Linked DNA regions of Mus musculus: all the other regions are linked to region 1. Evidence: chromatin contacts called from public promoter capture Hi-C data. All regions are on one chromosome and are shown on one strand. The core of a region is the stretch at or near the end of the contact, and the rest is flanking DNA. Distances in the headings are between cores, read along the strand shown. Region 1 holds the start of Cryba2 (crystallin, beta A2). Region 2 holds the start of Retreg2 (reticulophagy regulator family member 2). Region 3 holds the start of Ttll4 (tubulin tyrosine ligase-like family, member 4). Region 4 holds the start of Nhej1 (non-homologous end joining factor 1).

The links. Capture Hi-C pulls out chosen DNA fragments and counts their contacts.
Region 2: a promoter capture Hi-C map of adipose tissue shows a contact between it and region 1. The contact joins the promoter of Retreg2 here to the promoter of Cryba2 in region 1. A contact is called at or near these places in 16 of 39 promoter capture datasets (the 3T3-L1 cell line, 3T3-L1-derived adipocytes, the C10 cell line and 9 more), 13 of 115 datasets of contacts at active chromatin or transcription factors (craniofacial prominence, embryonic basal ganglia, embryonic hindbrain and 6 more) and 3 of 9 other capture datasets (adipose tissue, liver and pancreatic islet).
Region 3: a promoter capture Hi-C map of pancreatic islet shows a contact between it and region 1. The contact joins the promoter of Ttll4 here to the promoter of Cryba2 in region 1. A contact is called at or near these places in 10 of 39 promoter capture datasets (the SN4741 cell line, cranial neural crest, embryonic stem cells and 6 more), 1 of 115 datasets of contacts at active chromatin or transcription factors (pancreatic cancer cells) and 3 of 9 other capture datasets (adipose tissue, liver and pancreatic islet).
Region 4: a promoter capture Hi-C map of pancreatic islet shows a contact between it and region 1. The contact joins the promoter of Nhej1 here to the promoter of Cryba2 in region 1. A contact is called at or near these places in 6 of 39 promoter capture datasets (cranial neural crest, embryonic stem cells, frontonasal cranial neural crest and 2 more), 1 of 15 datasets of contacts at CTCF or cohesin (embryonic stem cells), 1 of 484 Hi-C or Micro-C datasets (nephron progenitors), 14 of 115 datasets of contacts at active chromatin or transcription factors (craniofacial prominence, embryonic basal ganglia, embryonic forebrain and 9 more) and 5 of 9 other capture datasets (adipose tissue, embryonic stem cells, liver and 2 more).

What each region holds. Positions count from the first base shown.
Region 1 is chr1:74,891,519-74,898,957 of GRCm38.p6, forward strand. It overlaps Cryba2 (crystallin, beta A2), which reads right to left and starts at 1,625. Exons shown (of 5, transcript NM_021541.3): 1 at 1,559-1,625; 2 at 1,209-1,373; 3 at 428-569. The coding sequence starts at 1,369.
Region 2 is chr1:75,139,605-75,147,043 of GRCm38.p6, forward strand. Retreg2 (reticulophagy regulator family member 2) reads left to right here and starts at 3,182. Exons shown (of 9, transcript NM_170755.2): 1 at 3,182-3,524; 2 at 3,765-3,871; 3 at 4,319-4,349; 4 at 4,700-4,835; 5 at 5,018-5,102; 6 at 5,356-5,499; 7 at 5,655-5,749; 8 at 6,076-6,211; 9 at 6,826-7,439. The coding sequence starts at 3,259. It overlaps Cnppd1 (cyclin Pas1/PHO80 domain containing 1), which reads right to left and starts at 3,107. Exons shown (of 10, transcript NM_026977.3): 1 at 3,039-3,107; 2 at 2,454-2,956; 3 at 1,812-1,899; 4 at 1,294-1,402; 5 at 217-298; 6 at 1-75. The coding sequence starts at 1,880.
Region 3 is chr1:74,657,411-74,664,849 of GRCm38.p6, forward strand. Ttll4 (tubulin tyrosine ligase-like family, member 4) reads left to right here and starts at 4,292. Exons shown (of 20, transcript NM_001014974.2): 1 at 4,292-4,479.
Region 4 is chr1:75,121,841-75,129,279 of GRCm38.p6, forward strand. It overlaps Nhej1 (non-homologous end joining factor 1), which reads right to left and starts at 3,386. Exons shown (of 9, transcript NM_029342.4): 1 at 3,296-3,386. Slc23a3 (solute carrier family 23 (nucleobase transporters), member 3) reads right to left here. Exons shown (of 12, transcript NM_194333.3): 9 at 7,064-7,169; 10 at 6,633-6,800; 11 at 4,502-4,597; 12 at 3,701-4,178. The coding sequence ends at 3,889.

The DNA.
Region 1 (7,439 bases), core at 375-2,874:
CACACACACACACACACACACACACACACACACACACACACAAGTATAAGCCTCTGAACTGCATTTTCTGAGACTGTGCATAGGGCCAACAGTAGCCATGTCAGCCTTCCAGGGCTGTGTGACATCCTTACACACCTGTGGTGGATTGAAACAGAAGGACCCCAGCATGCTCAGAACCCGCTGGTCTTTGGTGCTGTCCGTGGTGCTGATGCAGGGATAGGTCCACAAATGCCACTACCACCCACCCAAGAGTTTATTCATACATCATGGGGTGGTGGTGGGTGGGTAGGTATTTCAAAGCAACTCACTTTGGTTGGGACCTGGAGCTTGGTGGCAGGAGATCAGAGGTTGGGGTGTGTGTGTGTGTGCGCGCGCGCGCGTGTGTGTGTGTGGGGGGGGGGGGGGGGGAGGAGTTGGCTGTGCTCACCGCACAGAGCACTGGCCTGAAGGACAGCAATTGGTTGCTGTGGTGGCCACTGCTTCCGCTCCAGGCACTCCAGCAAGGATAGTCTCCCTTCTCTAGAATGAACTGCTGTCCCTGGAAGTCGGGGTACTCGAAGGCCACCCATCTGAAAAAAAAAAAGAGAAGAGGAACTGGGAAACATCTGCTCAGTCTCCCTCTCCCCCATCATCACCCTGTTTGCTAAGGTTGAAAATATCCGGGGACTCAAACTATTTCTCCAACGCTAAACCATTCCTCAGATAGACCCAGCTCCTCTGGAAACTGAAAGCCCCAAACCTGAGCTAGAAAGGCCCAGGTTTCCCGTTTATCGCCCGCGGTTAGAAGGAATGTTTCAGGTTAATAAGATCGCCGAACCAGTGACTTCCTTCTGGGTTTTATGTGACTGCATAGGCAGCCAACCGTTCTCTGTACTGCTATAGTGGCAAAGGAGCCTCTGCTATCTTCAGGACCCCAACCTGGCTTCTAGGATACCCAGATGGGCAGAGCACAAAGGATCTGTCTCCACAAAGCCACCTGCACAAAGAAAACGTGGAGGTTTCAGGGCGGCCCCACGATTGCTTCTTGCCTTTGTCTTGGGGAGGGGTTGGGAGTACTGGAGAGGACAAAGATTTCTCTCCTTGATGAGTCTGTCTACGGCGCACTGGAGTGAAGGTTGAAGTTCCGGGCTCTGACTTTGGCTAGGGTGGAAGGGAGAGAAGCCAGAAAACCCCTAAATTGGCCCATTAGCCACAGCAGGATCACTCACGCGCCGTTTTCCACCTTGACTGAGCGCACCCTGCGCAGGGCTCCCCGCTCACAGACGTTGGCACAGTCGCTCAGTAGCCGGCAGCGACGACCCTGGAAGTCCTCCTCATCCCAGAGTGTGAGGCAAACGGGCGCCGAGCCCGGCGCGGGGGCGCTGCTCATGTCGCTGCAGATAAGAAGGGCAAGATCATGGGCTAACTTCTCGGGAACACTCTACTTAGCCTAAGCCTGCCCATCCCCAGTAGGGTGTGAGGAATCTAGGGTCTGGATCCGGACACAGGCTGCCGCTGTGCGGAGCGGGTGGGCGTGAGGGGAGGTTCCCTTGTTACTCCCTCTCCCCCCAGTACTCACCGAGTGAGTGAGCACCGCACCGACGGAAAATGGAGAGGCTGCGCGCGAGCCTGGTGTTCGCTGCTTTATAGTCATGTCTGGCTGCCTCTCCCTGTGGAATCCGGGTGGGGTGTGCAAGCTGAGTCAGCTGGCAGGCTTTGGCCAGCTCTGGTCTGCATAGGCAGCGGAGTCACCGATCTGGTCCCAGCCCGCATGCATGACAACGGAAAGTGCTGAGGCGCACATCGTGTCTGCCGGAGCCCAGGCTGACTCTGCGCTTTCTTTCACTGTGGTCTAAGCCTGGTAGAGACTCCTAGCCTAGGGGCAGAACAAGCAATCCCTGGCACAGACACTCAGGCGTGACCGTAAGCGTACGGTTTAGCCTTTTCTAAGACTGCGTAAGCCTGGCCAGCACAGTTCTTTCCAAAGTCAAAACTCTCTAGGTGAAGATCTTGCTTTTGGGGGACACTAGGGAGGAGGAAGAGAAGACCCTTCTCTAAGGACGCTGCGCCAAGGCCCTCAGGACCTGTTCGCTGTTACCCTTTTCTTCCTGAGCGGAGCTTTCCAAGGAGTCTTCTCTGGCACTGAGGTCAAGACCAGGCCTCGCCGCCAGGCGGCACTAAACACTGAAAAGCACCCGGGAGCGCTAGCATGGGTTTTGGTTTGGTTTGGTTTGGTTTTTTGGGTTTTGTTTTTGTTTTTGTTTTTTTCCTGGATTTTAAGAATACAAGTGCCAAGAGAGGGTTCAACTGTCCTAGATAGAAGTGGCTCTCAGTCTTCCCCCACCCTCTCGGGGACCACCGAGGCACCAGAATCTGCAGCAGTGGGGAGGTGGGGAGATGGGACAGAAAAGGCTAGGGACCCCAAAGGAGGTCTCCTCGCCCTTTTAGCTGTCATTTAGAAGGCAGGCTGATTACAGATCCTTAACAACGAGAGAGGCTAACCCAGCAGAAGAGGGAAGGAGGTGGGTGGGAAATATTTTGTTACTCCTGTTTGCCAAGTGCCTCCTCTATAGACTCAGCAGCCTGGTGGGTTCAGTTTGCACACACAAACATAAAAATTGAAGCCCAGCAGGGTGTGGGGCTTTCTTCAAATCCACACCTAGCCACTTTCATAGTTAAGAACATCCAGGAGGCCTTTTGTTCTGTTGCCAGACCCCCTACCTCAACTCCCGGAAGCTTAACCTCTGGCACCTTCCTTCTACCAACTGCTAAACCCATCCGTGGCTGGCCGAGAGCCTTTGCTTTTGCCCTTCGATTTCCCTGGGATGTTTTAACCACACATTCTTGGTGTGGCTAGCTCCTCTGCTACTCTGTAGATGGTACCAGCCACAAAACACCACCCATCGAGTACGTTTTTCTCTTTAGCCTTTATCAGTCTCAAGATCTCTTCCTCCTAGTATATGAATGCACTGGTGCCTCCTCTACTAGACTGTAAGCCCTACACAAAAGGGTAGGAGCTGTGTCTGCCTTGTTCCCAGCTATCCTCAAACCTAGCACGGTGCTGGATACAGAGTAGGAACCCGATAAAGCTGGGGTGGATTAACAAGATGGTCAATTGTGGGCCAAATGTTGACCGAGAAGAAGTGTATAAGAAAGTCTCCAGTGGGGTGGGGATGATGGTTTTCCCATCCCACTAATTCCATTTCTGAAGTTTGGGGCTGGAGGTGGGAAGGGGCAGGCAGCTCCTCCCTTAGGCCTCTCCATTCACTGGTGAGAAATGGCTGTTGAGATTCACACCTACAAACTTGAATAGTCTATAACCCAAGCCAGGCACACATGGATGGAAAATGGGGCAAACCTGAGGAGGTTTGATTGAGGGAGGAGCCAGAATTAGCTTTTAGCCGCTTGTCTATCCTAGAGAGAGCTAGCTAAAAATGAAAGAGCTGTAATTTTCCCCAGAACATAGGGGAAAACCCAGACTCCATACAGGGCAACAGCCAATCTTGGATGCTTACTATTCTAGCTGCTGTTCTGCCTCACAAGTCCTGGCTGAAACAGAAAGGAAGATTAGGCAAAACAAACAAACAAACAAACCAAAACAGAAGACCTCTCGCTGCTTCTCCCTCCATCCGACAATTATAGAGGTGGCCACTAGGGGGCGGGGCCAGTCTCCTCTAACCAGAAAGCCAGTGTGTGGGCAGTGTGTGTGTGTGTGTGTGTGTGAGAGAGAGAGAGAGAGAGAGGGGGGGGGGGGGGGGAGAGGAGGCTGTGGTGTTGACAACAGGCTGTACATCTGTGCTGTTGGTGACTGTGGGGCTGTGTTTGTCATGTTTATCAGGAGCTGAGCCTGAGGTGTGCGGGGGCAACTTCCAGTTTATGTGTTGGCCAGTATTCGGCAGAGATGTGTGTTCACTGCAGGTAGAGGGAAAATGACTCCTTAACACTAGGTGTCACTTGGGTTTAGGGGTGGTGATTTATACCAGAAGGCTACCCTTTCCAGTTGGAAATTCTCCTCGTGGCAGCAGCCAGTCTTTCCCGCACTGTCTGTACCTGCGTTTCCTCATCAGGAGAATATATAGGTCTCAGTACCCATCCATGGCTTTTAGTTCTATCTGCAACCAGTGAAAAGGCATATCTGTCTATACCTGTCTACCATTACACCTACTGCTTCCACCTACAGCAACTGAGGACCATATCTCCTGACCCCACCCCAAGCCTCAGAGACCAAGAAAGGGAAGACACTAATAATGGACAAAGGACAAGAGGCCCCCAGGCAGCCCCTACACCCTGGCTTACCAGAGCAGGACTAAGAGATTCTTTCCCTGTGCTGGATATCCACTCTTTCCATTAGCTTCCTTTCTCCACCAGGCTGGTTTAATTCCAGCCCCTGGTCTCCCCTCATGCCCCCCTCCTACCCCCAGCAGCTGGTTCCTGTTTGCTTTCCCAGATCAGTTGAGCTTAGAGCTTCCTGAAGGATGGATGCCCAGGTGGCTTTGTTTGCCAGCTCAGTACCATCCCTTTCACCTCCTCCACATCCACAGATTTGACATTCAGGGAATAGGCGGGGCAGGGGCAGCAACCTCAGACCTATACCCCCAAATCGCCTGGAGACCTCACCAGGATCTCATAACAGTTTCCACTGTGGCCCCCACTGAGGTAATCATCTCATATGGGGGGATCTCTGACATACAAACCCCATAAGTCCAAAGGCCTTATCCGCATCTCCACCCCATTCTACTTCGCCTACCCCACCCCATGATTGTAAGAAAACACTCATTCCACACCAACCCTTAGATCCATAAGAAACCTCTAGGCTTCTGTAAGACTCTCACATTTCACCTATCTGAGTTCCTGCTCACATCTCCATCTCAGGAAAAGTCACCGCCCCTAAATAAAGTCCCACTCCATGAAGAGCCGTACTTCTCTGTACTCTCGGGCAGTTCTGAGGTGCTGGTGGCTAAGGTCCTCTCCCCAGAGTCCTCTGATCCCACCCCTTCCCCTCATTTCACAGGGAAATTACCCAGGGCCTTCTGGGCTGAAAATGCAAATTCTGTGTGTGCCCTCACCCCCCCCCCCCAGTCCCACGGGCAGCCTCTCCTGTGCAGCCTGGTTCCTCTTGTCCCCACCCTAGTCCGGGTCTAGAACAGGCTGGTGAGCTCCTTCCCTGGGGCTGTACAAGCCTTGTCTCCCAGGAGACAGAGATAACTCAGTTCATTGTGCAGATGGGGGAGCCCCACCCCCATAGACCCATTATCCCACCATCTTCTCTGTCCCTCAGTAAAGCTGGAGAACAGATAGACTCCCCCATCCAGAGAGGTGAGAGGCAGCTTTCACCGTGCACTCGCCTAGACACGCGGGCAGCCGCTACTAGACTCTTCTAGGTTGTCAGGGAGAGGACACGTGCACACAGGTCCACAGCCATGTGTGGGTAGAGTCATCCTCGGTAACAGGTACATGGGCGAGATCCCACCAACTTGATCGGTTAGCTGCCCTGTCTCGGGACTCAACAGACACCTCATTGGTGAAGAGACATTTGTCCAGTCCCTTATATCATGTGCCAAGCACTGGGGAGGGCTCACACTGGAGCACACCCTCATGAGCGTTGACAGGCACACATGCCCCCCCCCCCCCCGTCCCTGGCATCACTCGGTTAGGTACTGGAGGTTAGGAGGGCTCTGGAGCCCAGCTCAGCTGTTTAAAAGTGGGGCCGAGTCTCCGCTTTATCTTTGCATTTTCTCCTCTGTAAAATGGGAATCATTGTCTTGACTCCAGTGAAGATTTAAATGTATTTAAAACACAGAACCACCCATGCGATATACACACCACACAACAGATGGTAGCAGTTACTGTTGGTATATTTTCAGGTTATGGATGCCTTCGTCTGGGGGGTTCTCCCCACTTCCTCTGGGATGGGGTGGGGTCAAGGCAGGAAGCACAACCCTGGGATCCTCAGCCTCCTTTTCTAACCTGATCCTGCCTCCTGGCTTCCCAGGAGAGCACTTAGCATAGACCATTTTTCACTTATGGCCCCTCTGTCTCCCAGAAGCCACTCTGCCACTCAAGTTTGACAGGGTCAGGGGAGGTGTTTCAAAGTTCCCCTTTTCTTGCTCAGGCCTAGGGTGTCAAGAAGCAAACAAAGATGGAGGGGTAGGGCTGAAGATCCACCTTCTGGTTCCTCTGATTTTCATGGCTTCATAAGTGGCCTCTGCCTGCCCTCACCCCACCCCATCCGCTGCTTGGGGCCTCAGGGTTTTATTTGTTTTTGTTTTTTTTTTTTTTTTGTTTTTTTGTTTTTTTGTTTTTTGTTTGTTTTCTTTAAACCTGTAAACTACGCTGGTTGTTGGAGGGGGCCTCTCAGCCATGCCTGCCTTTGACCCTACCATGGTCTGAGGAAGGCTCTCTTCCCTCCCCAGCCTGCTCCTGGCTTGCCCCACCTGCCCTGCCTCTGGCTAGCTACCCACCTGGCCTAGGCAGAGAGTGAGGGGGCGAGCTGCCCTGTCTCCATGGGGATTAATCTCCAAGAAGGTCACTGAGGCCCTGGTACTACCCTGGCTGCACAGGGATTAGCACCTGGATGTGAGCCCCCACTCCCCTGTCTCTCCATTCTCACACAGACCCTGAGAGGCCTCCCGGGAGCCCAGAGGTTCCAAGGCTGAGCCAGATGCTCCCGAGTGGGTGGGGGCGGGGCAGTTACTCAGCAGTGACCTGACGGGAAAGATGGAGTCAAACCAGCCTCTGTCCAGGGACTGCAGGTGTGAGCCCTGCTCCTTCCCATCTCCTGGCTTCTTACGGGAGGAGAGTGTTCACTGGAGTTTGCCATCTGTAGCCCCCCTCTATCCTCCCTTGGGGTCGGTTCCCCACCCCAATTTCTTCTCCCTCCACCACTCGTCTGTGTACTGGATCTCTAACTCCCATCTCCTGTTCTTTCACAAGACGCCCCCCCCTCACCCCCATCTCTCTCTCTCTCTCTCTCTCTCTCTCTCTCTCTGATTGTCTCTGCCTCCAGTTCCCCTAGGTCTTGCTGCCTGTTCTGTTGCTTCCTCTGCCTGCCCTTCCCAGAGTGGCTCCCCTCTGCTCTGTACCTGACTAGGCTCTGAGCTACACTCTCTACCTTTGGCCCCTGTTCTAAGACCTCTCTTTCTCAGCCTTCCCTTTGGCTTTTTCTCCTCTTCGGTCCCCCAGCCCCCACCTCTTCCCCCAGGGCAGCACTTAGATGATCGTCCTTTCCCTCTTCCCTCCCCCCCCCCCAACCTGTTCCCTCCCCTTACCAGGAGTGCTGACAGGGAAGACAGGAAGCAGGCTCTGGCTTGGAGCAGGAAGGGGGAGGGGCAGCCCGCACACCAGCTGCTCAGTACCCCCCTTCTGTCCCAGCACCTGCAGGCTTGCCAGGCGCCTCCAGACTCCACCTCAGCCTGACGGGGGGGGGGGGGCGGGGGGGGACCCAGAAGAGAGGCCAGATG
Region 2 (7,439 bases), core at 1,932-4,431, 250 kb after region 1:
TCTGGGTTTCGGTGCCGGAGCCGCTCAATGTACACCAGAGCTAGCATCATAGCACAAGGGGAGATACAAGCCTCTCTGGGAGGTAGAAAGGATTGGTAATTAAACCCAAGAGTCCTTCAGTTCTTCAGACTCTCAAGATTCTCATCACACTTTCTCTTAGAGACAATAACATCCCACAAGCCCAGTCTCATTCTATCCCCTTGATCCCAGGCTCACCGGGACACATGGGCTACATATTTTTTCTGGAGTCGGCGAATAGGACTGGGTGCTGCCTTCTGAAGAAGTTCCACAGTAATGTCTGCAAGGAGATAGAGGAGCAGAATAAGCAACTGCAACACATACTGTAGTCCCCACTACTGTCAGGGAAGACCTAGGTGTGAGGCCCTGAGGACAGGACTGTCAAAAAAAACTAGAAATCAAATTCTGCTAAGACAGGAGGGAAGGCATGATGAAACACACCTGTAATCCCAAAACTCAAGACATAAGGCAGGGGGATTACTACAAGGTGGAGGCCATCCAGACCTCTACAGTGAGTTCCAGGCTTCTGGGATCTACACAGTAAGACACTGTCTCAACCCTTCAGGCCTCGATTTCCCCACTATACCTCACCCCCAAATTCTAAGTGGATGAAAGCCCACTCTAAGGTTGGTCCTCAACTTTTTCTAGCAGAAAGGCTTCTTTTTCTTTTTAAAGATTTATTTATTTTATTTATATGAGCACACTGTAGCTGTCTTCAGACACACCACAGGAGGGCATCCGATCCCACTACATGTGGTTGCTGAGACTTGAACTCAGGACCTCTGAAAGAGCAATCAGTGCTCTTAACTGCTGAGCCATCTCTCCAGCCCAACACTTGTTTTTCTATTAAGTTACTCATGTTTCTCTTTCCCCAATGTTTATTTGAGAAGTATGCCTTATTTACTTGAGAAACATGTAACATGTATACTTAGAAAACTAAATTTCTGCCCTATAAATCACAAGAGGCAGCAGAACTTGGGCTATAGCTCTGTGGTAGAATGCCTGCAGAGCATACACAAAGCCCTAAAAATAAGTGACTGCAATTTATGAGCTGTTTTTACTCATGTGGGCTAAAAGAATTTGAAACATGGCCTGCATTGTCAAACCAAGTACCAACCAAGCTAGTTATAATGAGACACAGTGCAGCTCAGAGGGCAAACCTCCAGGCATTTGGGTGACTATGACAACCCAGTCCTCCAAGTTTCCACTTGCTCAGTCACACACACACACCACCACCACCACCACCACCACCACCACCACCATCACCAGTCTAACCTGCCACAGGGCTGGAGAGCTCCTCCAGGCTGCAGTCTGTCTCCAAGTCCCAGCCATAATAGAGTCTCCTTCGGATTCGAGCACTTAGCTTTTGGTGTCCTGGAAGGACCTGAAACAGGGCCAGGAGTAGTGGAGGGTGAAGGGCAGGGAAGGTTTGGTGGAAATCCTGGGTACTGACCCGGGCCTATACTCTACCCAGCCCAGAGTTCCCAAGATCATTTGTTAATGGCAGCCTAGTCTTGTCCACAGTGGGAGAAAGACAATAAGCCCGCTTCTGACATCACTGAGGGCTCCCAATAGAAGACTAGACAACTAGAAACCAGATGGGACCCCAGTCTAATCACTAGCAGTTCCCCTCTTATAACCTGAGGCTTTGCCTTCAGGCCCAAGTGGCATTGCTCTCAACAATAGCCCACTCCAGGGCATAACAAGTAAGAGAGCTCCCATTCCGCTCGGGTCTGGAGGAGAACGCCTGGGAGTTCTGACTCCCAGAGGCAGAGAACAGGCGGACCTCTCACCATGAAGTCTTGGAAACCGGTGAGGGAGAAGGCGCCTTCTTCGTCCAGCAGGAGCCCAGTCAGGTCCATCGCACTGTCAGCCGCCACCCTGCGAAGGTGGAGGGAAAGGGAAGGAATCGTAAGTGACCCCAGAGCCGTGCTCACCCGTTGGCCCACCTCTCCCGAAAGGGCCACCGCCCGACTGCGCGCAGCCTCCTCCCTTCTCGCAGGCGGCCGTGGGACGCCTCTTCCTGTTCCGCGTGCGACTGGGCCTCCCGGCGCCCGACGACAGGCGCGGCGCTCACCAGGCGAACCAGGAGGTACGAGGGCCAGCAGTGTTCTCAGCCCGTGCCGCGTTCGCTAGGCGTTTATAAGCTGCGGGAGTGAGTGTCACCGACGAGTCTGCGCGCCCGGCAGGAAGTGCCTCCTGCCTTGCCCAACCTGAGAGCTCCGGGTCTCCGGAGCTATGAGCACCGGGGGCAATTGTAATACGGTTCCCAGGGGACCGCGACACACCAAGGGTGAACGCGCTGACCAGGCTTTGTAGTCGTGGTACAGATAGTAACGAGCCTAACACAAAGGCAACGCGGCGAGTTGTTTCCTGGGTTTTAGGGAAGACGCACTCAATCAGCAATGCCCAGGAAAGATGAACAAGAAACTTACCGTAGGTGGGAGAACTGTGAACAAGGTGGGAGGGAATCTGTTGAATCTTTATGCCCCTTAGAAGTTTGAAACTGTAACACTCGAATACATACTGTATTCTGTATGGTTACTCCAGCAATTAAATGATCTCAAAAGATATAAAGCCTCAATGTACGATGTTAAACAGGTCTCCCCAAAGCAAACAGCGCCTGGATGTTTTATTTCCAAACACTCCTTCCACACAATTTGCGGCTGAGAGATTTTGGGAAGAGAGAGGGCCGACGCTCCAAGAAGGAAGAAACAACTTTTCGAAGTTGGTGAAGCTGCTTTGAAGTCATTAAAGTCACGCGCTGGTGTTTGTTTATCCGCTGAGGGGAGGGGACTGGAGGCGAAGAGGGTTGAGTAATGGGGATGGCACCGCCCTTCCCGATCCCAAGCAGATTGTAGTCAAGATCCTGGGGGCCTGAAAGCCCACTCACTGCCTCTGGGCAGTGCCTCACGCGACAAAGAGGTCTCCAGCCGCCCTGTAAACACCGGGAGAAGACCTCAGGCCTCGCAGCCTCAACGCCCGCCCCGGATCACCCCTCCAGCACCCTGGAAGCACACCTTCGTGGGTGCAGGATCACGACAGCGGCCAACGCGCACGCGCGGGCGTCCCATCCGGGCTGTTAGGGCACGTCACGTGGCATCGCGCTTCATCACGTGACGCTTGACCGCAGGTTTTTTTGCTCGCCCGTGCGTGCGCCCCCTTCCGTCTGACGCGCCCCCGGCGGCGGCCGCGCAGCCCTGGCTCCTCGCGGGCTCGGGCAGCGGCTGCGGCGCGGTGATGGCGAGCAGCGGTGGCGGTAACACCGGCGCGGGTGGCACCTCGGGGCTGGGCCTGGGCCTGGGGCTGAGCCTCGGCATGGGTGAGGCCACTGGCGACGCGGAGGAGGAGGCGGCCGCAGCCGAGGCAGTGGGACGTTTAGCTACGTCCCTGTGGCTGCGGCTCCGCGGCTGGGAGGCGGTGCTGGCGGCCGCACAGCGACTGCTGGTTTGGGAGAAGCCGCTGCACAGCCTGGTCACGGCGGCCACACTCAACGGCCTCTTCTGGTAACGGCCACGGAGGAGGGGGCGGGGCCGGGCTGCGCGGGAGAGCGGGGGCGGGAGGACCGGGTGCTCCCTCCCTTGGAGGGCTGTCAGCGTCTGGGGCGGTGATCCTGCACCAGGTGGCCCCATTTTTTAGTCTCTTAGTGACTGGGTGAGGCTTAGAGGGCCATCTCCCCATCCATGGGTCTTTCTGTGATTTTCGATGGATTTGGGAGCCTCAACTGAGATGCCTGTCTCCCTAAGGTTGTTGTCTTCGTCGTCCCTCCGGCCCTTCTTCCTGCTCAGCATCTCACTTTTGACCTATTTTCTACTGGATCTCTGGCATCCTCGCTTTCTCCCTGACGTTTCAGGTGAGTTTCTTCATTCCACATGCACTGTATGCACCTGCTCCGTGCATCACCCTGCTACTTGAGGGGAGGCACAGGAAGGCCATTTATCTCCTAAGGCATCCTGTATGCCCTTCCATCGTTTTTTTTTTTTTTTTTTTTTTTTTTAAGAAAATTGCCTGAAATGAGAATTGTTTCTTTTCCAAAATTAATGTTCTTGTGAGTTTAGTAGTCAAAACTATATAGCATTTAAAGCTGGGTTCAGAAACAGCATATCGTACACCTTGTAGTTGGTGGGTAAAGGGAATGCTCTGGACTTCACATAGTGGTTCAGGCCTGGAAGCGAGAGACAGAGGGATTACTGAAAAATTGAGACCAAGAATGTTAAAGAGAGGCAGCTCTTTCTGACTTTGGATCTGTCTCTAAGTGCTTCTTGTATTCTTAACTTACCCCACACCCTTTTCTCCATAGCACCACCCCCTGAAGAACCACACTCTGACAGGTGAGTATAGGCCACCTTTTAAAGAAGATGCCCAAATGTGGTCTGCTTGCTGTGCTCAGCTCAAAGAGGAGCAGGGCTGTGGCTTGTGCAGGCATAGGCCCAGTGTAATGAAGGGACTTACAGCAAGCAAAAGTATGCCTGGCTCTAGGCTTCTTTGTATGCAAACGCTGTGTTCCTTCTCCCGTGGAGGTAGAGGGTTGAGTACCCTGGGAATTTACATCCCAGGATGAGGATGCCTTCCTTTGGGGGAGGTGGGGCCTCCAGAGTGAGATCTCATCAGCAGTCTCAAAGTGACTTGAGTGTCTTAGCTGGTTTCTGAGGCCTCCAGGGGTCATGTCATGTCTCCCCAGTGAGGGTGCGGGGTCAGGCGCCCAGCCGCACCTGCTGAGTGTGCCCGAGTTGTGCAGATACCTGGCTGAGAGCTGGCTCACCTTCCAGATTCACCTGCAAGAGCTGTTGCAGTACAAGAGGCAGAATCCAGCTCAGGTAAACCCCATCCTGAAATGGTTGCAGGAGTCGGGCTGGGAGAGAGTGACGCGTGCAGTGACTGTTGTAAATTTCCTCAACTGGTTCCCATTTTTTTCCACCACATGAATAGTTTCTCCCCTGGTGACTGTGCACATGGTGTAAGCCTGTGTTCTTCACTGCTCCTGTGCTCTTCCCTGCAGTTCTGCGCTCGGGGCTGCGCTGCCTGTGCTGTGCTGGCTGTGTTGGGACACTATGTTCCGGGAGTTATGATTTCCTACATTGTCTGTGAGTGGAGCTCATTCCTGCTCTTTCCAAAGCCCTGTCTAGTCTTCTTTTCCTGGGTTGACCCAAAGGAAAGACTGTGTTTTCTTTGTTAGTTACTCACCTGGGAGGAGGATAGCAGATGGGGGAAGAGGGTATCACTGCCTTGAGAAAGGATCCCGTCTTTGTTCAGACCTACCTGTTCAGGGGACAGTTTGGATGAAGGCTCCTGAGAAAGTGGCCAACTGAGCTCTGAGTGCACTTTCTTAACCCGTAGTGCTGAGTATCCTGCTGTGGCCCCTGGTGGTCTATCACGAGTTGATCCAGAGGATGTATACTCGCCTGGAGCCCTTGCTCATGCAGCTGGACTACAGCATGAAAGCTGAAGCTGATGCCCTGCACCACAAACATGACAAGAGAAGTAAGGGATTCTCTTAACCTGGATGGGGAGAGGCAGGGAGAACCTGTAGTGTATGGCTCATGGTGTGTCCTGGAATTGAAATCATTTCTACTTCCTTAGCCATATTTGTCACCACCGTTATCTCCGCTCATTATTGCCTGATTGCCCTTCTCTAGAGCGCCAAGGGAAGAGTGCACCCCCAGCAGGAGATGAGCCACTGGCGGAAACAGAGAGTGAAAGCGAGGCAGAGTTGGCTGGCTTCTCTCCAGTGGTGAGGTCCAGGGAAGATGGGATGTCAAATAGAAGGCCGAAGGGAAGTTGGGTATTGTGGTGCACACATGTAATCCTATTTGAGAGGAGGAAGCAGAAGGATCAAGAATTCAAAATCAGCCTGGTTTTTGTTATGAGCTTGACATCAGCCTGGACCACATAAGACCTCCTATGTCCAAAAAAAAAAAAAATGAAAAAGGCAAAGGGGTCAAGAATGTGTCTGCTTTAGAGTTAGAGCTACCAGTTCTCAAGTAGTTGGGAACCAGAAGGCTTGGGGGTAAAGTGTGCTTATCCCAGTATGTTGGATTCATCCTGGTTCTCTTGCAGGTGGATGTGAAGAAAACAGCCCTGGCCTTGGCTATTACAGACTCTGAGCTGTCAGATGAGGAGGCCTCTATCTTAGAGAGCGGCGGTTTCTCTGTATCTCGGGCCACCACTCCACAACTGACAGATGTTTCTGAAGGTATGAGCAGTCTTTTGCCTCTCTTTTATCTTCCTGCTCCCCAATACTGGGTTGTTGACAGCTGTGTTCTCTGAGTTCCAAAAATGCTTCCTGAGTTCCTGTATTCTCTAATTCTACCCTAAGCACCCAAGAACCTTAGTTCCATCCTCTTGCTTTGCTTTGTAGTATTTTTAGATCTTTTTATTTTATGTGTATGAGTATTTGGCCTGCATAATGTGTGTACACCATATGCATGCCTGGTGCCTGCAGAAGTCAGACGAGGGCATCTGATCCCCTGGAACTGGAGTTGCGGTTGGTTGTGAGCCACCATATAGGTGCTGGGAATTGAACCTGGGTCCTCTGCAGGAGCAGCAAGTGCTCTTAACCACTAAGCCATCTCTTCAGCTCTGCTTTGCTTTTTGAGAAAGGCTCTTAGTCTAGGCTTGCTTCGAACTCTCTTTGTAGCAGAAGATGACCAGAACTCCTGGTCCCTCCTCCCTACACCTTCCAAATGCTGGGATTACAATAGATATGTGCCACAGGGCCTGGCCTCCCAAGTTATGTACATGAACTTACTGACTTTTGTGGCCAGTTAGAGAAAAGAGCTCATTCTTAACCCTCTATTCTCTGCACAGATTTGGACCAGCAGAGCCTGCCAAGTGAGCCAGAAGAGGCTCTGAACCGAGAGCTGGGGGAGGGGGAAGAGACAGAGCTGGCCTCTCCTGAAGACCTGCTAAGTGCGCCTCCAGCCCTCTCAAAGCAAGCTTTGGACACCGAAGAGGAGGGGGCTGCAGACAAGGAAGCCTTGCTTCAGCTCTCATCCCCTCTTCACTTTGTGAATACGCACTTCAATGGGGCAGGGTCCCCCCAAGATGGAGTGAAATGCCCTCCTGGTGCACCAGTGAAGACCCTGAGCCCAGAGGCAGTGAGTGGTGACCTAATGGCTCCATCCAGCACCCTCTCACCCCAACTTTGCCTTGCTGAAAGTGGTCCAGTTACCCCCCTCTCTCCCTCTGTGCTCCCATCCCTTCCCCAGGACTCACCTCAACCCCTGGCTGCTCCTGAGGAGGAAGAGGCACTCACAACTGAGGACTTTGAGTTGCTGGATCAGGGGGAGCTGGAGCAACTGAATGCAGAGCTGGGCTTGGGACCAGAGATGCCTCCAAAGCCCCCTGATGTTCTGCCTCCTCCTCCCCTGGGGGCAGACAGCCATTCCCTGGTACAGTCAGACCAAGAGGCTCATGCAGAG
Region 3 (7,439 bases), core at 3,042-5,541, 230 kb before region 1:
CTGGGTCCCCTGTTTTCCATGGTATGGGTCGTGCTGCCCCAATGGCCGCTAAGGAAAACCCAGACCCTGTCTGTCTTGGTTTCCATTAGGTGAGATGGGCTCTATCCTTCCCTGTTCTTGATGTCCTAACCCTTTTCCTTCTTTATAACCCATCTTTGCCATGATATTTTTTGCTTTAGCTGAATACCCTCCCGATGGGGCGTTTTCATTGGACAAAATAAGGCCCAAATGCTGCATAATATCCCTTCCCCAGAGGTTAACCGGGAGTGGGAGCACATAAGGTATGAATTTCCCTTGCTGTCCTTCAGAGGATTCCCACGTCAAGGCAATGGAGCTTATAGTGGGACATGATTGATATCCTAGGCCCTGTAATGAATGAGATGACTCTGTGGTGGGCCATGCTTTGGGCCACCAATGTGTAGAGATTATACTTTTATCTGCTCCGGTATCAAGGATGCCTTCAAACTCTTTTCCGTTAATCTTAAGGCGGAGCTTAGGTCTATCATTTAAAGATACAACCAAATAGGCAGAATCATTTCCTGAGGAGCCCATTTTCTTTATCTCAGGTCCTGCAGATTTCTCCCTGGTATTATCAGGGAGGAGCAGCAGCTGAGCTATCCTATCTCCTTTACTAATAGAAAAAACGCCCTTAGGGCTTGAGCACAGGACCTGTATTTCAGGGGAATGTTGACAATCCATAACTCCAGGGTGGACTACTAAGCCCTGCAAGGTGAGTGAACCCCGGCCGAGAATAAGGCCCATGGTTCCCGGGGGCAAGGATGGTATAGGCTCCACTGGCACCGGCTGAATACTCATTTGAGGCATTAATAGGAAGTCGGAGGCGGCACGCAGGTCCACCCTTGTGGGTCTTCCTGGGTCGCCTCTCTGACTGCTTCCTGGGTCCTGACAAACCGGTTCCCATATCTTTGAGGGCCCTGGGACCGAGGGCCCGATGACCCGTTTTTTGGCACATCAGTTGATTGACTATCAGGTGGGGGAAGGACTCTGCCCTTTATATCCCTCACAGAGCGACACTGGTCAGCTCTATGATAACCCTTGCCACACTTAGAGCAAAGAGTGAGAGTCCCTCCCTGTTTATCTGGAGCTCTGCAATCTTTCTTAAAATGCCCAGGCTTTCCGCAATTAAAACATGTCCTCTGATCATTTCTGCTCATGGAGCGGTTCTGAGATTGGAGGATGGCGGCCGCTAAGCCTGCATTGGTGAGAGGTCCCCCAAGCTCTCGACAGACCCTGAGCCAGTCTTGTAAGCCTTTGTTCTTTCTTGGGGCTATGGCCGCTCGGCACTCCTTTGTGGCTTGCTCATAGATTAGCTGTTCTATCAGAGGCGCAGCTTGCTCTGACTCTCCAAAAATACGCTCTGCTGCCTCTGTCATTCTGGCCACAAAATCTGAGAAGGATTCCTGAGGTCCCTGGACAACTTTTGTTAATTGACCAGTGGTTTCACCTGCTCGGGAGAGCGCCTTCCAGGCCCTAATAGCCGTGGAAGAAATCTGGGCATAAGCTCCCCAATGGTAGTTTGTCTGATCAGCAGAATAAGCTCCCTGACCCGTTAACAAGTCAAAAGTCCAATCTCTCTGCTCTGGAGTCAAAGCAGCTGCGTTTGCTCGGGCCTGCGCTTGTGCAGCTTCGTGCCAAAGCGCTCTCCATTCCATATATTTGCCCATACTAGGGAGAGCGGCTTTTACAACCGTTTGCCAGTCAGCAGGAGTTAGTGCCATGCCAGCGAGCCTGTCTAACTGCACCAAGGTAAAATTAGCATTGGTTCCATATTTACGGACCGACTCGGCAAGCTCTTTAATCTGTAAGTATTCTACCGGAGCGTGGACACGCCCACCCTCGGCTCCTTCAAAGACCGGAAATGCCTGTTGTATTTTCCTTTGTTCCTCTCTGGGAATGAATGAGTCTGCGCACTGCCTCTCTGCGCACTGCCTCTCTGCGCATCTCTCTGCGCATTGCCTCTCTGCGCATTGCTGACGCACTACGCAGGGCGGGGGCTCCGCATAGGGCGGACCTTGAAGCCGACTGCCCTGAGGCCAATCAGCAAACTGGCCTTCGCCAGCCGCTTTTGGCTTCCTTAACTGATTAGCTAGCACTTTACCTGGCTGGTACCCTTTTTTCTCATAATGAGCTGCTTCTTCCTCCCAGTCTGTTTCCTCAGAGGAGAATTCTTCATCTGCTTCAGAGCTACTAAGAGCTGGCTCCCCGAGCCCATCCAGCGATGAGCACAGGCTCCTTTTCCTAGAGACCTCCGCTAATTGATCTTTCTTCTTTTCCCTTTTTCCTCTTTTTCTTCTAATCTCTCTCCAGGTATTCCTACCTAACCTTAACTTTTCCTCGGGTTCAAGACCCTTGGAAAGGCCTGTATACTTATTTTGTGTACCATATTTTCTCTTTGCTCCTACTCTCTCTCCCCACTTTACTTCTGATAGCTTGTCCTGAATTTCATCTAGAATCCGCCCTGCCTTAACCACTTGATAACATGTGAAAAGGAACAAAAGGGCTTCTAACACTAGAAAAAATTCAAGGCCAAACATAACTTGTAAAGCCATTTTCCACTTTACTTCTGATAGACTGTCTTGAATTTCCTTAGAAAGTTCAAGGCCAGGCTTACCTCGTAAAGCTATACTCACTGGTACTCTCGTTCCCCAGCTGAAAAGTTCTGAATTCATACAGTTGAATCCTTCTTAACAGTCTGCTTTACGGGAACCTTTATTACCGCGACCCGCAGTTCTGGTTCTGGAATGAGGGATCTTCCTTGCGCCAGTCCCGAGTTTTTTCTCGTCCCGGAATTCGGCACCAATTGTTATTAGACGCGTTCTCACGCCCGGCCAGGAAGAACACCACAGACCAGAATCTTCTGCGGCAAAACTTTATTGCTTACATCTTCAGGAGCAAGAGTGTAAGAAGCAAGAGAGCAAGAAGCAAGAGAGCAAGAAGCAAGAGAGAGAGAAAACGAAACCCCGTCCCTATTAAGGAGAATTCTCCTTCGCCTAGGACGTGTCACTCCCTGATTGGCTGCAGCCCATCGGCCGAGTTGACGTCACGGGGAAGGCAGAGCACAAGTAGTCATAAGATACCCTTGGCACATGCGCAGATTATTTGTTTACCACTTAGAACACAGCTGTCAGCGCCATCTTGTAACGGCGAATGTGGGCGCGGCTCCCAACATTTTTCTTCAGCTCCAGCACTCCCATTTTGTCTAAGAAAGTTCATTTATACTGTATATTGGTTAAAATTCTGAATTTATCTGATTCTATAGCATTACTCAATTGTTTTCCTCTATATCCTGTATACTGAAGTTAGAGTCAATGCTTGATTAGATTCAGCTTTTAAATTGTTAAAATTTAACATTTTGTAAAATAAGCCATACTTTATAAATATTGCTGTGTAATCCAAATCTCATCAGGAGACAAACTAGATAATTGCCCTAGATTTCCTGATCTAAAATTGATAAGTAACCCTTTCATAGTTCAACATCTGTCAATGACTGTTGCTTAAGTATTTTGCTACTAAGTTCAAATTGTTTTCACCAGGCTAGTTTTTCTCTGCATAGCCCTAGCTGATCTGAACTCACTCTGCAGACCAGGCTGTCCTCATACTCAGAGATCCACCTGCCTCAGCCTACCGAATGGTGGGGTTAAAGAAGTGCACAACCGGTGCCCAGGCCTCATCAGGTTAGTTATATCGTTAATTATCATAGCCTGTTTGAGAAAGCTCCTTTTGCCATCCAGCTGACTTTATAGTTCTCTAAATTTAATAGATCCAGCGACATCTGAAACAGGGGGATCTATTCTGCGTGGAGAGATTATGAAAGGACTCACACTTAGGTAAAGTTCTCACTCGAAGCCCATAAAACTGGTAGTTGTAGTTATGTCTTGCTTTGTCTCGTCCCGCTCCGTGTTTGGATTTAGGGAAAGGTGAGTGGGAGAGAGTTAAAGTGCCTTGAGCCACTTCCTCTTACTTGCCTCAAACTCATGGAATTTTGGTAGGAATTCTTTAATAGAGTCTTGGCGCTGTATGGTCAGAGTCCATAGTGGTTAGGTAGAATGAATCGTGGATTCCCAGAACGGAGCCTTTACTTGCAGGACTACAGTTCCCAGAATTCCGCTCGCAAGAGTTCCACCGTGTCGACAAGTTTGCGCGTGCGCAAATTCCTTGCACTTTCTCTCTCCCTCCCCCCAAGTCCCTCCTTCTCCCCCCCCCCCCCCCCCCATTCTCTAGGCTGCACAAGGGCTGGGATTCGGCGCGCTTGCCTCGGGCCCTCCCCCTCCCATTCCTTTCTGGCCTTAGATCTGTCCGCTGGGGGCGCGCTCTGTGTGGGACAGAAAGCGGCAGAGCGTGGGTCGCGTGGCGGAGCTTGGTTGCTAGGGACACCTGAGGTCGCCCGCTCGCCCAGCAGGCGCAGCGAAGAAGCGGCGCGGAGCCGGCGTCCAGTCGCGGCGAAGTAGGGTACCGTAGGTGAGTGTGGTCGCAGAGCTGGTGTCCGACCCCGGCCGGCCGTTCCCGCGTGCCTCGGCCCCAGCCCTTGGCACCGGCCCCCAACCCCGCTTCCGGTTCGCCACCTCGCCTTTCTCTGGTGAGTCGGAGACCGGGGCCTCCTCCCGGGCCCTCTCTCGAGTCCTCCTCGGCAGCCTCCACGCGGGGAGAACTTCGTTGGCTTCTCCTCGGGCGGCCCGAGCCCCACACCCTTCTCGGTCCTGGTTTCAGCGTGTCCTCTTTCCCGCCGCGCTGCGGTTTAAATTCTGGCTTGGGTTGAAATCCCGGCTCTTTTCAGGGCCTGCTTTTTCCTGACCCCACTCTGAGTTATCCATACACACTTTCCTACATTCCAGAAGCTGAGATCCTAATTTAACTCATTTATCCAGCCATTTTTTTTCATTTAATAATTTACAGCTTTTATAAACATCGACAAGTAGGTAACGAGTGAAGCCACTATGTAAGGTTCCTAGGGAGGGTACATTGGTGAGCAAGACAAACGTGTTTTCGAGAGTTTATAGAACAAGAGATTTTTAATCAAGAAAGCATTTGCCATACTGATGTATGTGCTGTGGTAGAAGTGAAGCGCTTAACCGCGATTTGTTTGGAAAAATACGTCACCCCACCTTCAGTCTTTACATTCCGGTTCTGAATCTTGGAAATGTTTTAATCAGCATTTGAAACCCTTCCTTTATGGAGTCATTTTGAATATTCCGAATCTCAATTTCAGCGCCTGTTGATTTGGCCAATCAGCAGTAATCTGGAGGAGCCTTTAAGAGCAGGTACCGTTGGATCCTATGCCTTCAATTGTTGCAATACTGAGATTATTTGCATAAAAACTATTCCCTTTATTGTCTGGAAAGTTACTAGCGATTTACTGATTAGACTCTAAGCCTGGCCCTGAAAGTTATCAAATGTTCTCAGGGAGTGAAGAAGTGGGAAGATATTCAAGTTACAAAGTAGCTTTAGAAAGATACAGCATGGCCTGAACAGAGGTCCGAGCTCAGTTGTGTTTGTTGGGAGCCATTCTGTGAGCTGGGCTTATTAGGGCCCAAGACTTAACTTAAAATGAATCTATTTCCTGACTTGTAGTTTCCAAGTGACTTTAGTTTTTTTGTTTGTTTGTTTTTGTTTTTGAGACAGGGTTTCTCTGTGCAGCCCTGGCTGTCTGGAACTCACTCGATAGATCTTGAACTCAGAGATGCACCTGCCTCTGCCTGCCCTGCCCTTCCCATCTTTTTAAGGTCCTAGGGATTGAACCTTGGGAGTTACACATTCTAGACAGTCAATCACTACCACCAAATTAAAAGTCTCAGGCCTGGAAGGTTTTGTGGGACCATGGGATTTTAAAACTTATTTTAAGTAAAACATGAGCAAAAGTATTTAGTAAGTTCGTTTGCTCTTTTTCTCTTCTTACTTTCTTCTTTTGTTTTGTTTTGTTTTGTTTTTCTAGACAGAGTTTCTCTGTGTAGCCCTGACTGACCTGGAACATTCTCTGTAGACCTCGAACTCAGAGATCCAGCTTCCTCTGCCTCCTGAACGCTGGGATTAAAGCTCTGTGTTACCACCTATGTAATCCCAGCAATAGTTTCTTGTTGTTTGTTTGTTTTTTGAGACAGACTCTATGTAGTCCTGGCAGTTTCTTAGTCCAGCTTGAGAATACACACTTTTTAAAATTCTTAGGGGAAGAGATGAGTATATTCTTTGTAAAGATAAAAAAGCAGGGAAATAGCATCAGGGTTGTGTGTAAGAGTATAGAAGGGGTGGGTGACGGATAGGTTGGTCAAGAAAGATTTCTGGCTAGAACCAAGTGATAGAGTCTAGAAATGATGCAGTTTAGGGTTCTTGATTGATTCATTTTCCCTGCCAGTTTAAGAATTAAAAGGCAGGGGAAATCTGAATACAACAGATGACAGCAGAGAACCGCAGAAAAAAAGCCAGTTAAAGGAAGACCTTTATTGAGGTTGAGAAATAGAGGGGAAAAAAAACCTCTATAAAACAGGCGTTGCCTTTACTCCACCTATTTCTGCCTCTCCAGTGCTGGGATTACAGGCTAGTTCCAATATTACACAGTACTGATTTTTTTAAATGTAGAAGGTATATCTCAAGGAACTGAATTATTACTCCACGTGGGAAAAATTAATAGATCTATTATTAACACATTATGGTTAGTATAAATGATTTTAAATGAAAATGTTTTTGAGAAGAATAGAATTGGGTGTGGTTTTTATTGTATATTAAGAGAAGATAATGGTTGGAGAGATGGCTCAGCGGTTAAGAGCACTCACTGACTGCTTTTCCAAAGGTCCCGAGTTCAAATCCCAGCAACCACATGGTGACTCACAACCATCTGTAACGAGAACTGTTTCCCTCTTATGGTGTCTGAAGACAGCTACAGTGTACTTACATATAATAAATAAATAAATCTTTAAAAAAAGAGAAGATAACTGGATTTTCATACATATTTCTGCATTCACTGAATTTTGATGTTTGTTTTTGAGTTAAGATTTAGGGGCTGGAGTGGTTAAGAGTGCTGGCTGTTCCTCCAGAAAACCAAGCTCACTGCTGTTTATAGTTTTCTGGCCTCTTTGGGTATTGCATCCTGTTGTGCACAGACATACATGCAGACAAAATACTTATATACATAAAACAACAGAAATATTAAAAAGAAGATAATTTAGCCTTAGATGGTTACAAGAGGGCCTAAAATGTTCGAAGGGGTTTGTAGGTATTGTACTTTGGTATCATATAAAAGAAGGATCAGCTTGGCTGGTAGATCTTTGTTATTTTCTTCCATAGAGTTGAGGTTTCACTGAGTAGCCCAGAACTTTCTAGAATTTTAAGATTCTCCTGCATCAGTCTCACAAGTATGGGATTACTACTGGTGTAGACCACCATCCCGGTGGGCTTGTATGCATTTCTGACTCTGTGACATCATGTGG
Region 4 (7,439 bases), core at 2,136-4,635, 230 kb after region 1:
CCTCTGACTTCCACATATGCACCAAATAGGTGTTACAATTTTTTATAAAAGGAAAAAGAGAAAAGGCAAAACTCAGATAGATTGAAAATGAACTCCGGGCAGTTGTGGTGCACGCCTTTAATCCCAGCACTTGGGAGGCAGAGGCAGTCGGATTTCTGAGTTGGAGGCCAGCCTGGCCTACAGAGTGAGTTCCAGGATAGCCAGGACATCCAGGGCTACACAGAGAAACCCTGTCCCAAAACAAACAAACAAACAAACACCAGTAAAATCCTAAAGCAGACTTGATGTTCTGCACCTGTAATCCCGCAATGGGGAGATGGAGGTAGGAGGACCAATGTTGGGCTAGGGTAAAACTAGCCCTACTAGTTTTACAGGTAAAATGCTTGCCTCATAAAGACCTGGGTTCAGATCCCCAGACACTAATAAAAGGCTAGTCAGGTGCTGGTGCTGTGTATCTGTAATCCCATCACTGATAAGAAAGACTCAGGAGGGTATAGCTACCCAGGCCTACATAACAAAGTTTTAGGCTAACAAGAGACTACCTCGAACAGTAGGAGGCACCAGAGGACCACCTCTGAGACTATCCTCTGACCTTCATATTCAGTGTATTATACATACACATATATGAACACGCACACATGCACACACGTCCTTAACCCCACACACAAAAAGTGAAATAAAAAATTTTTCTTTAGGGGTCTGGAGAGATGGCTCAGTGGCAAGAGCACTGGCTGCTCTTCCAGAGGTCCTGAGTTCAATTCCCAGCAACCACATGGTGGCTCACAACCATCTACACTGGGATGTGTTGCCCTCTTCTGGTATGTAGGTATACATGCAGAGAGAACATTCCAATAAAATAAATATTTAAAAAATTATTTTCAATTAAATAAACAAAAGTCCAACCTACATAGTGATGAGTTCAAGGCCATGTAACCCTGTCTCAAAAAACCTATCTAAAATAGGGGTTCACTTTTAAGTCTTAATTTATTTGTCCTCTCACGATTTTATACATATATAAAATCTTCCCCTAATCGAAAACAGAAATTCTTACCTAAAGTCTGTTCAAGTTAATCCTCTACAATTATGGAAAATTCATGTGTATATGCATGATGAAAGATCCATGAGGGGCCTCATATTACATGACAGACACACAGTGACACACATAGTAAGAACAAGAGCAATGTCCCAAGTCCCTTTCAACAAATGAACAGGCCGCACATTTCACATCGCAGAGGAAGTGACAATTCCACTTCACTAATTGGGTTCATGCCCACACTAAGGCCCACATCACCAACAACATGCTTTCTGTGCAGCTTGGAACTCCTGGAGACCAATATTTTTACCTCAATAGAGAATGCTATATCTGGGCTGGCAAGATGGCTCAGCGGGTAAGAGCACTGATTGATCTTCCAAAAGTTCTGAGTTCAAATCCCAGCAACCACATGGTGGCTCACAACCACCCTCAATGAGATCTGACACCCCCTTCTGGTGTATCTGAAGACAGCTTATTTATAATAAGAAGAAAAATATTTAGGCTGGAGCCATCAGGGACTGAGCCAGCAGGGCTGATCGGAGGGAGCAAAGGTCCTAAATTCATTTCCCAACAACCAGATGAAAGCTGTATCCTCAGCCTAGTTGAATATATAGCAACTAAATCTTGACAGAATTTACTTTTCCTGTGGATACAAAAAGTCATATAATTTCATTATTTCCATCCATAAATAACAAAAGGAAAGGAAGTGCCAAGAGGTAAATGCTTAGACTACAAAGAAAATAATAGAATTTCTGTTTAAATCTGAGTAACAGTCATTTCAGCTTGGTCTAAGCCGTCATCTTCCTAGCTTTCAAACCACTTGTCTCATGTCACTCACTAGTTTGCACTACAATTAACACGTGGAATACAAATGTATATCTCAGAAAGACTACATACATGACAGGGACCCCGAGAGAGCATAGAGCCTAGTGATATTACTGCCATCTTGGTTCAAGTACATGCATTGTGTGATATCTATATGGGCTAAAATTGCCTAACAACACAGTTGTCAAAAAACATCTGGCCATTTCAAGTGACACAGGACTACATATATGGTGGTTATTTGCAGCCACCTTGAAACGCTGTGTGTGGAGATGGTTATTTGTATCCTGGGCTGTTCCAACAGGATAAACTGGTCTCAGAATGATTAAAGAGTCTTCACTGGGCAAGAGTTTACACTGGGAAAGATTAGACATACAAATGAAGTTGCCAAACCCTCTAATTTCCCTTATAGGCACATCCTGGCATGCACTCTGAAACTCACCAAAATTGAGCTTATTGGCCTAACTGGTTCCGAAGGTCAAAACCCACAAGTCGATGGTTTTGTCTGAATGGGAGGAAGCTGTTTTAATGTGGCCAGGGACAGCTGGCCCTATAAAAATGTCTAAACATCCAGTCTGGCTGCTCCTACCACTCAGCCTGGTCTTGAGGTAAGTATAACTCAGTGAGTCAGGCATGATGGGGCATGCCTGTAATCCTAGCACACAGGAGGCTGAGGCAGGAGGATCTTGATTTGGAAGCCAACCTGGACAACATAGCAAGAGACTTTCAAAACAAAACAAAGTGGTAGAACGGACTGGGGCCTGAGACTGTTCACAGCATGGAGGGAGAAGGAATCTAAGTCCTCTGGGGTTTGACTCCCCGCCCCACACTCCGCAAATTGGTCTTCCATGATCACGTTAACCAACCTCGCGGGTTTAATTTGTCTTTTAAAGGAGAGACTGTGAAGTTGCACGACATTCTACCACTCGGGTTCCTCTCCCAGGGATAGTTCCTAAAATACCCTGCAGGGGGCAGTAAGGTCCTACAGACCATCTGTCGAGCCCACGCCCTGTGCCACCAAAGAGGGCAAACCTTAGGCCCTGCCGCCAAAGGTCACACGCCCCGCCCTCGAGCGCCCTAGGCGTCCATCTGCCCCCCCAACCCCCGCTAGAACTTTGTCGCCCGCCTCTCATTTTTACAGCATCCGCTGCACACAGTTACGGCTCAGGGCCCCAAAGGGGAACAAAACTAATTCATCCCAGCGGGCCAAACACGAAGCCTGCTAAGGAGGGGCTTCACACGACACACTAAAAGGCAGAGGCCGAAAACGGACTGCGCGTGCGCAGGTCCGCCCACTCCGGGAGGTCCAAAGTCGGGCTGCGCGCGGTCCCTTCTGGGAAAAAGCGCCCGGGTCAGGGGCCACTGCACGAGTTTATCTTTGCTTTTCGGCGTCCGGACAGACCCAGATCTCGGCGCCGACACGAAACCAACCCCACCTACCGTCAACGGCTGCGGGAACTCCCACCCTCCTCAAGGCGGGCCTGTCCTGGTGCGCAAACTGAGAGGCCACCCCCCCACACACAACACACTCAGGAAGGCGGGGTCTTGGGTGTGGGCGGAGCCAGGGCCCTGGTGGGCGGGGCCCGAACCTCACTTGTTAACGCCACTCGCAACTCTGCTGCTTTCCTAATTCCTTTCCTGTTGCCCTAAGTTGAAACGAAATACTACTTCTCTCTTGCCTCTTCATCTTTTTTTTATCTGCTTTACATTTTAGTTACTTATTTAAATCTTAAATGCAGGGAGAGGGCAGGGACCCTGTCGTATTCATATCCGTGGATGTAGGACCTTGCTCATGGCAAAGAGTAAATATTTGAATGCTAGAGTTCATTCAAGAAGCCTTGACAGTTTACAGGCAGAAATCTCATTTATTCAGTTCCAACCCGCTAAACCATGGCCTCTGCTCAAGTCTTAAGAGGAGGAAAGGCAGCCCATTTTGCAAGTGGGCCACATCCACCTCCACTGGGACAAAGTATACAGACTCCAGCAAGGTGGCAGTTACTGCTAAACTAAGACAAAAATGGTGGTCTTGATGATTACTGGGACCTAACCCCTTCTCTGCTAGCTGTGGAGTACGATTCCCCAGAGTTAGGCAACAAGTCGGCTCTCTCTCCTGTTTTAGAGGATCCTCCTTCATCCCCAGAGTCTTCAGGCATTGGACAGAGGCAGTGGAGAGGCTGTGGGATGCAGGAACACAGGTTTCTGATGGGTAAAGGAAGCCCATACTCTTGAGCAGCTTTCCTCCTGGATTGCTGAAGCATTTGAATTTCTTGGGCAGTGAAAGAAGTTGGCAGCCTCTGACCTAAGCCTCTCTCAGCCCGTGTACCTGTAAAAGAGGGGTGATCAGGATGGAGAGATAGCTCTTAGGAGCTGGTACTGCTCTTACAGAGGACCCAAGTTCCAAGTCCCAGCACCCATGCCGGATGGCTCACAACTGCCCGAATCTCCAGGTCTGGGAGGATCTACCATCACTGATCTCTACATTTTATGAATGCAAATATCCAAAGACACACATACACACATATGCATAATTTAAAATGAAAATTAAGGTTTTTTTTTTAAGTGAAAAATAAGTAAAGGTCACTGCCCTGCCCAACCTAGGGAGTAGTGACTACCTAGCCACTCCCCTGGGACCTGGTCTCAACTTACCAGATATAGTGTTTTCTAGGAGAAAGCCCAGTAGACCAGCTAAGAAAATGGGTTCTGCCAGCAAAGAACGAAGAAACATATCCAGGGGGCTCCAGCCTACAAAGGGTTGGGGCCAGGCAGGAAGGTAACTGATACTGTCCCAGGCAATGAGTCTTCCCTTTCAGACGTAAACTGCATCTCAAACCAGGGACACATCTCACTAGGCTGCCATTCCATCCCATCTACCTTTTCCCTCTACACACTCCATTCCCCACACTCAGGCCCTGCCCAGATTCCTTTCTCAGCACCATGTTTTCTAAGCACCCACATTCCCTCCAGGTACCCTTTGTCCCAAGCTCCCTTCTGGGAAGTGTGACATTACAAAGCCCTAGTCTCTCCCACTTCTGACTTTCTCTGCTCTACCCTGGGCCTCTCAGTTTCAGTCCTACTAACACTTTGGACCAGATAATTTGGTTATAAGGAGCTGTCCACTGCATCAAAGAATGTTTAATAACCTCTCTAAACACTGAATCCCAATAACAATACTCTTTCTTCCCATTTATGACATCCAAGAAGCATCTCCAGACATTGCTAAATGTTCCCCATGGAGCAAAAATCACCCCCCAGTTGAAAACCACTGCTCTAGATAAAATAGGCTCTAGATAAAATAAATAGGCTTTCAGCATATGCTATTTCTATCCTATAATCCTATCTTTTATCTTTGCATATGATGGAAGCGTGATCAAGCATGACCTTATTAACTGTGCATATGGCATACATCTATAATCCTAAGACTTGAAAGGAAGCAGGAAGATTGCCAAGATTTTGAAGCCAGCCTAAGTTCCAAAATGAGGCCCCGTCTCACACAGAGAAGTGGCCTTTTGACAAACATGCATCCTCAAAGACCAGTCCAGTTCTGTTGGAACACCTCAGCAGCTCAGGTAGAGGCTCCTCCTGTCATTGACTACTACAGGCCTTTGTTATTTTGTATTGTTTTGTCAGGATCTCACTATGTAACCCTGAATGACCTGGAACTCACTGTGTAAGCATCTGGCCTCAAACTCACAGAGACTCCACCTGCTTCCCCTGTGCTAGGATTAGATATTTCTTTTCTTTCTTTTGTTGTTGTTTTGTTGTTGTTTGTTTGTTTGTTTGTTTGTTGAGACAGAGTTTCTCTGTGTGTCCCTACTTATCCTAGAACTCACTCTGTAGACCAGGCTGGCCTCAAACTCACAAAGATCCACCTGCCTTTGCCTCTGGAGTTCTGGGAGTGCACCACCACTGCCCAACCTAGAAGGACTTTTGTGCCCTGACCTAGTTACATGTTTTCTTTTAATGTGTTTGTGGGGGGAAGGGTTTTGTAATTAGTTAGCTTTAACTGTCAACTTGTCACCATGTAGGTCATCTGAGAGGAGAGTCTCAATTGGGGAATTACCTACATAGACTGGTTACTGAGCACATCTGCAGTAGATTGTCTTTACTGGTAATTGACTTAGTAGGGTCTGGCCCACCATAGGCAGTATCATTCCTTTAACAGGTGGTCTTGAAGTATATTAGAAAGTTAGCGGCCGGGCATGCTGGCGCACGCCTTTAATCCCAGCACTTGGGAGGCAGAGGCAGGCAGATTTCTGAGTTCAAGGCCAGCCTGGTCTACAAAGTAAGTTGCAGGACAGCCCGGTCTACACAAAGAAACCCTGTCTCGAAAAACCAAAAAAAAAAAAAGAAAAAAGGAAGGAAGGAAGGAAGGAAGGAAGTTAGCTGCATGTGAACCAGCCGGCAAGCAGTGTCCTCCATGGTTCCTGCTGTACTTCTTTGGCTGTGAAGTGAGCTTGTTTGGAGGCCGAGCTGTGTGGCTTCGCAAGCAGGCCTGCCTTCAAGATTCTGTCCTGAGTTCCTGTCATGGCTTGCCTCAATGATAGACCGTGACCTGGAATTGTTGACTGAATAAAACATTCCCTCCCCTAAAATGCTTTTAATCTGAGTGTTTTACCACAGCAACAGCACCAGGGCATGCACTTAGCACAGTGCTCAATGGATGTTTGTTAAATAACTGAATGGAGTACACGCAAAATCCCACTGTGAGACCAAGAATCCAGAGAGCCTAAACCTCAGCTCCACTACTGAGAGACTCCTTTCCCTCCACCCAGCCTACCTGTGTTGAGCAGGACTGGGGCTTCCCTGAGCCACCTTGGCAAAAGCAAGGCCATGAAGATGGAGAAGCCCACGATGAAGACATTTCGCCCAGAGTCAATGTCAGCCAGGTGAAAGCTGGAGAATCCAGCAGACAGAACTACAGCCTGGGTCACTCCCAGTACCCCACCTGTATCATACAAAAGAAAACAAGGAGGTGGGAAGAGGACAAAGTTCAGGCTTTGTAGGACAGGTGGGTTGTAATGAGGAAATACTACCCACAGGCTTGTTTCTGATTCTCCAAGAGACTCGGTTCAGCTAAGAAAACAAGATCATATGTTCATGTCCATTCCAAGAATCTATTTAGAAAAGGCAGCTTCAGCCTCGCCAACTGGTTGAGTCATACTGGGGGAAGTAGTATTCCAGGGCTTGCCTTCCCACCTATTTACTCACCAAGCACAGGCAGTGGGATGCTGGTAAATAGCTGAGCCAGCCTTGGGGAGAGCCCAAGCCCCATGCAGAACAACCCCACTAGGTGGGCCACTCTCCGAGAGCCAGTCTGTATGGAGGAAGAAAAAACACTAGAAAACGAACACAGCCACCTCTTTGCCTGGTCCACTCCTCATCCTTTGTATCCCAGCTTAAACAAGAACCTTCTAAGTATCCTCGACACTCTATCAAAGGTACCTCTTTGACTCAACCCATACACCACTGCTTTCATGATAGTATTTACTCCCTCAAGTCATGCCATATACCTCCTTTTTAAATGAAGTTTCCAAAAGAACGGTGCTTTCTCTAACTTGTCACTCTGCTGAGCCTTGGCAGAGCT